2 separate regions of the Zea mays genome follow, and region 1 is linked to region 2. A link is a contact called in public Hi-C data. All regions are on one chromosome and are shown on one strand. Each heading gives the region's core, a stretch centred on a gene start, on an enhancer-like site or on the middle of the called end of the contact. The rest is flanking DNA. Distances are from core to core; before and after follow the strand shown.

The links. Hi-C and Micro-C count contacts between places; a contact is called where the count stands out from the background.
Region 1: a contact with region 2 is called in a Hi-C map of leaf, with 2.5 times the contacts expected there. The contact joins the promoter of LOC100282041 here to the promoter of LOC103627610 in region 2. A contact is called at or near these places in 3 of 25 Hi-C or Micro-C datasets (leaf and tassel).

The regions. Positions count from the first base shown.
Region 1 is chr5:208,955,229-208,959,109 of Zm-B73-REFERENCE-NAM-5.0, reverse strand. It overlaps LOC100282041 (cation cation antiporter), which reads right to left and starts at 1,607. Exons shown (of 8, transcript NM_001154954.1): 1 at 1,158-1,607; 2 at 832-929; 3 at 590-657. The coding sequence starts at 915.
Region 2 is chr5:208,806,617-208,810,448 of Zm-B73-REFERENCE-NAM-5.0, reverse strand. It overlaps LOC103627610 (9-cis-epoxycarotenoid dioxygenase NCED1, chloroplastic), which reads left to right and starts at 1,477. Exons shown (of 1, transcript XM_008647905.4): 1 at 1,477-3,817. The coding sequence starts at 1,494. The coding sequence ends at 3,623.

The sequences.
Region 1 (3,881 bases), core at 358-2,857, 150 kb before region 2:
CTGAAAGAGAAATCACGCATTTATCAAGTGTAGACCCATGGGCCATGGCACCTTTCATGGCAGAAGAATGATTTTTCTGGAGGATAGGTTCGTGGAGCACTTAAAGCCCTAGATCCTCATTCTTATCATTTTGGGAGCATTTTGTCACTCTTCAGAATGTTAAGTCATAAAGACCTAACAAAATATTAAAACCCAATGCCAGTATCAGACAAATCGAAATAGCAGCAAAATGCAAAAGGCTTATCAGAATGTACTCTTAACTGGCAACTAATACTCCCTGCACAGGTTTCAGGATTTTACATTGATGCAAAATGCATAAAAGTGGATTATGTATTAATAGTGTCCTGTTTTTGTTTGCCAAAAATTGGATAGTGATACTGATTCATGATCAAGATCAGTTTCAAGATTTATGTATAATAGTTTCCTGTTTTTGTTTGCCGCTGCCGTATAGAAGATTATTTTCCTTTTTCGTTCAAACAAGGGAACCTTAAGAAACATTTGGTGGAGCACAAATAACCACCACATGACTAATCTGTATATCAGTATCCCCCAAAAAAACTCGGATGCTATGCCATTGCTGAGGATGCACCTTGATATCCCTTCTGGTGTTGTCTCAGCTCCTAGCTGCTCCAACAGCTCCCGCGCTGTGGTTACATACTGCACTTGAATAGACATCATATGTTAATACTAAAACAGAACAGTCTGAGATTGTTCTCAATCTCTAATAAGAAACAGAATGAGGCTGCACTACTTCCTCCTTTTCCTTCAAATCAATTACACAGGATGAAAACCAAACTATCTAAGATATTAATATTAGCTACTCTTACATACATAGACAAGTTTAGCCTGATTTTGCTGCCGTGGAGCAGCCTCCAACAGCCTTATAAGGTTCACTTCCACCTTATTGAGCCTCATGTTGATGTAGCGAGCTTGACGAGGAGCATTGCGTGTTCACAGGCGGATTAAGTAAAGTTAGTTCATGGGTGTACAAATGTATAGCCAATAAAGTTTGGAAGAAAAAAAAACGAAGTTAGGGCTGATTTGGTGTATAGCAAATAGCAAGGGGATTACTCCCCATGGATCACCCTGTCCACCAAATCAGTCCCGTAGTAAAAACACATGTATACATTTGCCAAAAATACAAATGTATACATTACCGTAGTAATTATATCAGATCTGGAATTCTGGATACGAATAGCCAAACAGTAGGGTTCGCGCAAGAGCGGACCCAGTACAGGTACTGGCAGATCCAGGGTTCCAAAAGGCTGCACTAAGCGCACGCTTCAGCGCTAAGCGGGTAACGCTTCAGTTTGGGGCATAAGCGTTCCCAAAGCGGCGCGACCGCCTTGGTGGAGCAGCGGCCGCTGGCGCAGGGCGCAGTCGACGGTCCAGCGGAGGCGGAAGGGAAGCGGGAGGCGCGCACGCAGAGTCGCCGGCAGCCAGCAGGTGTGCGGAGGACCGGAGGCGAAGGCGCGAGGCGACTGGCAGGAGGGGGAGCCGCTGACGACGACGCCGAACCTGGGACTGCCCGTCTGGCGTCTGCCCCTCCGTCGCTGAGAGCCGCCTGCGTGTGCCGAGCACGATTTTTTTTTTTTTTGGTACGAGAGATTTTAATTTTTGCCATTACAAAAAATAAAAATAGTCTTCGCAAAATTGTTTCATAGGCTGTAGGCTCAGAAACGACGTACACTGCTCGGTGCGCCTGGATACAGATGTCTGATTCCCACCTATTGAATTGAATTCCAATCGATTAATTGTAATTTTAGTACATATCAATTAAATTTAATATAAAGCTATTTCCAACCATTTTCCTCCCAACTCCATTAAACTAATATAAAGCTATTTCCAACCATTTTCCTCCCAACTCCAACTATTCGTAATTTCTATTCATATTTAAATACATCCTCAACTATTTTTCTACTTATTTCTCCTTCTCTGCAACCATTTCCCCTATTCAGTTTCATCTTTACTCTTTAACTGAAATATTTGTCTTTTATATATTAATTTTCAAAGTTTTAAAAATATTACCATATTTGTAGTACCGTAATATATATTATTATCAAATTGTTAATATGTAAACTGGTTCATTTTGTAACTAAACATAATAATTAACGGATGTGGAGATTAGAGCTCCCCATCAACAAAGGGAAGATCTTCTCTCTCCACCCGCGGAGGGCTCCCGAGGGGGCGTCGTTGAAGCCGGTCGGCCGGGGAGCACAGCTCCACCCCGGAGCCGACAAAGGGAGGGTCAGTGGACTATTGGAGCCCCATTAGGACTGGACCGCAGTCTAATTGGTTAGTTCACCAGGTGTGCGAGCGACCAGATTTGATCCCATGATCGACACCCCATGCCTTACTTTGGGTTTTTTTCCCGATAGTGTTTACACACACGTGCACGTTTAGTGGTTCTACATGTTTTCCATGCACTAGGAGTTTAGGCCTCCCAATCTCTTTCTAATGTGTGTATTGGACCCTCGCTAATATGTATGGTTGTGGTGTGGCGAGTGTCCGTGGCGTCGTTGTACCCTATCAAAAAAATAAGCTAATATGATAGTGTGTGATATATTTGCATATTGTTGTTACCTATATGGCTATATGTGGGAGATATATAAGTGCTACATTTTTACAATAGTGAAGTGTCGTGGTTTCGAAAACCGGGGGACAATAAGATTTGTGTTCGACAGGGGTGCTAACGCGGACTCACTCTGAATGGTGAGCCACGGGGGGCTCGAAGGTGGATCTGAGATAGGGGTTATACTGGTTCAGACTTACGCCCTAGTCCAGTATAGTATTGATCGAATGATCGTAGTATTGCTTGATGCATCTTACAGTTGAGTGCTTGTGTGTAGAAGATGGGGTTGTCTTGCCCTTTTATAGCTCAAGGGTAGATTTTACAATTAGGGTCGACCTCCTGCTTATGGGCGGTGTTGCTCCTACGATGTCATCTGCTGGGTCATGCGCCGTCGTACACCTAGTATGGCGATGCGTCTTGTTCGTTCGCCATACGAGTTCATGTAGCTATTCTGTTGCAAACGTAGTGGTGCCTGGTGGGTCCCGCAGAGTCGACCTACGGTGAGGTTTAGGGACGTCTTTAGTACAACTTCATCTTTCGTCATCCCCTCTGCGTCACTTTCCAGCATGCGTAGATATACGCATGGTACGACGTATTGCCCCAACCCTTCTGGTGTGTGGGTCACCGTAGAGACCTCGATACTGAGGTCCCCGCGACTGGGTTTAACTGGTCTCACCGGTCAGCGGAGATACTCCCCATAACGTATTCGACGTCGTGCTTGACAAAGGTCCTTCGGTATTGCTCCCATATTTTAGACATGGCTTGGTAATGATTTGTCTCATCGTGTCGACGTGGCTTAATAATACTAGGTTGGCTCTTCCCTCCTATAGATGTGCTCGCGAGAAGGTCGGTTGTCGTCTTACTGTGTTGCTCGGCAGTCAGGTTGATCGGCAGCCCTGCCTTGCTGAGTTGCTCGGCAGTGTTGCTCGACGAGCGGGTTGGTCGACAATCCCGTCTCACCGGGTTTCTTAACGGACGAGTTGGTCGACAGTCACGCCTCGCCGGGTTGCTCAGCGGGCGTGTTGGTTATTTAGTGGATCGTCTTTTGAGAGGCCTTTTGGGCTTTCTTCGAACACCCAGTTCCTAGTTACCGACAAGAAGCGAGAGGAAGAACATTTTACTCGAAAGTAGAAATATAACATAGAGGTATATAAAATCAATTCTCCCGTATAGGCTTATATTTGAACTTTATAAAGTGATGAAATGTCAAATTTAAAACAAACTCTCAATTTACAATCTATTTGGATTTTGTTATCAAGTTTGATCGGGTTATCTTATTAAAAAATTTAAAAATTAAAGTCACACTATG
Region 2 (3,832 bases), core at 228-2,727:
TATAGGGGGCACTGTTGCGCGGTCAAGGGACCTCTACGAAGGGGAGAGGGCTGCTTAGCGCTGTGCGCTGCAGACAGCCTTAGAGTCGACATGGACAGCGGGCCCCAAAATCCACGTCCAAAATGAATGCTGATGTATGACTGGAAATCCACCCAGGTGCACATGTGCTGCTTTTCCCATTAGAAGGCCAGGATATGACAGTTAAGACCTCTTTGTTTGTGACTAATTATGTCTCACTTTGTCTAAGATTAATCGTTCGAATCGAATAAATAATATTAAACAGGAAACTTAATCAAAACGTGCCAAATTAGGTAGCAAACCAAACAAGCCTGGATTTTATTTTAAAATATAAGATTCTACCACCAAAAGCATACTTCAACAGGGACTATATTTTACTAAAATTCATCAAATCATTATATGGCTTGGCCTCTCGAGTACTAAATATAGTACCCATCTACCGAAGCTCTATCCTCGTTTGTATACTATTTCTATTTTTTTTATTTCCTAAATAACATGATTTATTTACTAATAATGATATATGCCTCAATTGTTGTAGCTGCAAATGTTTTTTGGCCCTAAACTCTTTAAATCAAATCTTATTTCAATTTTGAGGACTCAAATATAGAACTTATTTTAGAGATGCTCTCAAACCTTGGTAAATCAACAAGAGGAATGTACCTAAGTTTCTGTTCGTGTCATTTTGTTTATGGAAATAGCCGAAGTTGGGGCTATATGCCTATATCATTGTTACAAAGAATAATTGTCCTGCCATAGAGAATATAAATGATACTGTACTAATTAGGGACGGAATGAAACATTTAGATCGTTGGCCAAATGTTTCATTCACGATTTGTTTGATCGCTTAATTAACTTTAGTTCAAGTGACGATTATTGCATACATTTTATACTGATTATATAGATGCAATCTGTAACTTTCAGTTCCAAAAAAAATCATATGAAACAAAATTATGACCCAAGAAATTTTGATTTGTGTTGGTACAAAGACAATTGTTATGGAAGAAAGATAAATCATAGATTATAAATTAAATATGACAGACAGATAAATCATAGGTTCTAAAATCAACAATTTAATTATAACAACCTAAAATTATTAAAAACCAGGCACATAAATATATAGAAGTGTAAAACAAAACACACATGTGTGTAACTTTAAATATACTATCCAGATGTCCGTGCATTGGGTTTCTATATATTATACAGGTAAACTTTATTTTATTAAAACACAAACATATTTGTTAGGTAGGTCGAATGAGAAGCCAACAACTAAGGTGTGAATTTCTATTTATACATAATTTTGATTTATTTTTGTATAAAGCAGGAAGGGCAAGGGTGACTGTAGAACCGTGTGGAAACTGATGTTTTTTACACTAGAGCTTTTGATTTGTTTGCTTTAATTTTTTTTTCCTTTACACATGCCTTTTTCAACATATAAAATGTAGCACTCCAAAATGTCTCCGAGTCCCAAAATATATATGCGCTTTCTGCAGCGTATTTTCACGACAAGGATGAACCACAATATCTATCTATCTATGAATAGTATCTTCCACTTCCTAGATCCTCAGGTGCTAAGGCTATATATAGTCACATATATATGCCACATCAGAAGCGCTTCTTTCTATCACACAAATTTGGTGAGCAGATTCATCCAAGTCTATACACATCGATCTACAACAAGTTGCAGAATGGAAAGAACACTGATCACTTCTAACCTCTCCATGAGTGCACATGCTTCAAGATCGTCCCGGAGGGTTCACTACATCTCTCCTGCGGCCTCTGCTGCTGCACACAACTCCAGCTACAGGAAGAAGAAGAAGAACGCCCCGTCTCCGCCGCCGTCGGCCGCCGCAACTGACACCGTTGTCATCTCCCCTCCTGCCACTGACAATGTTCAGTCCACTGCTCCGAAGCAGGCCGGCCGACAGGAGCTTGAAGAGCTCGTGGCCGCCAAGACTAACACTTCAAGAATTGCTACTGCAAGAACAAGTGCGTCGAGCCAGTCTCGGGCTAAGCTTCGCCGCCGGCCTGCCCCGGCAATCACGTCCCTGCCGATGGCGTTCTGCAGCGCGTTGGAGGAGGCGATCAACACGTTCGTCGACCCGCCGGTGCTGCGACCGTCCGTGGACCCGCGGAACGTGCTGTCGACCAACTTCGCGCCAGTGGACGAGCTGCCGCCGACGCCCTGCCCCGTCGTGCGCGGCGCAATCCCGCGCTGCCTCGCCGGAGGGGCCTACATCCGGAACGGGCCCAACCCCCAGCACCTCCCGCGTGGGCCGCACCACCTCTTCGACGGCGACGGCATGCTGCACTCGCTCCTCCTCCCGACGGCGGAGTCGCCGTCGTCGGACCCCGTCCTGTGCTCGCGCTACGTGCAGACGTACAAGTACCTCGTGGAGCGCGACGCAGGAGCGCCGGTCATGCCGAACGTCTTCTCCGGATTCCACGGCGTGGCTGGGCTGGCGCGCGGCGCCGTCGTGGCGGCCAGAGTACTCACTGGGCAGATGAACCCAGCCGAGGGCGTGGGGCTCGCTAACACCAGCCTCGTCTTCTTCGGCGGCCGCCTCTACGCGCTTGGCGAGTCGGATCTCCCGTACACCGTGCGTGTCGACCCGGCCACCGGCGAGGTGACCACGCACGGCCGGTGCGACTTCGGCGGCCGTCTCTTCATGGGCATGACCGCTCACCCGAAGAAAGACCCCGTCACTGGCGAGGTCTTCGCGTTCCGGTACGGCCCCGTGCCGCCGTTCGTCACCTACTTCCGGTTCGACCGGGCCGGGAACAAGGGCCCTGACGTGCCCATATTCTCAGTGCGGCAGCCGTCGTTCCTGCATGACTTCGCCGTCACGGAGAGGTACGCTATCTTCCCGGAGATACAGATCGTCATGCAGCCCATGGGCATGGTGACGGGCGGCGCGCCCGTTGGGTCTGACGCCGGCAAGGTACCCCGGCTCGGCGTGCTCCCCAAGTACGCCACGGACGAGTCGGAGATGCGGTGGTTCGAGGTGCCGGGGTTCAACATAATGCACTCGCTGAACGCGTGGGAGGAGGCCGACGGCGAGGAGCTAGTGCTGGTGGCGCCCAACGTCCTGTCCCTGGAGCACGCGCTGGAGCGCATGGAGCTCGTGCACTCCTGTGTCGAGAAGGTGCGCATCAACCTGCGCACGGGTGCCGTGTCGCGCACCCCTCTCTCGGCAGAGAACCTCGACTTCGGCGTAATCCATCCGGGATACCTTGGCCGGCGCAACCGGTACGGGTACCTCGGCATCGGCGACCCCATGCCGAAGATCGCCGGGGTGGCCAAGCTGGACTTGGACCGCGCCGGCACGGGCGACTGCACGGTGGCGCGGCGCGTCTTCGGGCCCGGGTGCTTCGCGGGGGAGCCGTTCTTCGTCCCCGACGACGTGGAGGGGAATAGCAACGAGGACGACGGCTACTTGGTGTGCTACGTCCACAACGAGCGGACCGGCGAGAACCAGTTCGTGGTGATGGACGCCAGGTCGGCGCAGCTGGACATCGTCGCCGAGGTGCAGCTGCCCGCGCGCGTCCCCTACGGCTTCCACGGCATCTTTATCACGCAGGCCGAGCTCCAGGCGCAGCAGCAATGATCAAAGCACAGGAATCCAATCCAAGAGAAACACGCCGCTGGATACTGAATAGATTGTAGCAAGAACAACTCTAGGCCACATAGCATTCACGAATACGAACTATCTTATATTGCAAATGTAGCAGAACCCAAAGAAAGGGTTCATGAGTAAAAAGTATATGAAATCACAAAGATTTTATGGGTCCACCACTGCCATTGTCGGCTGTGCAC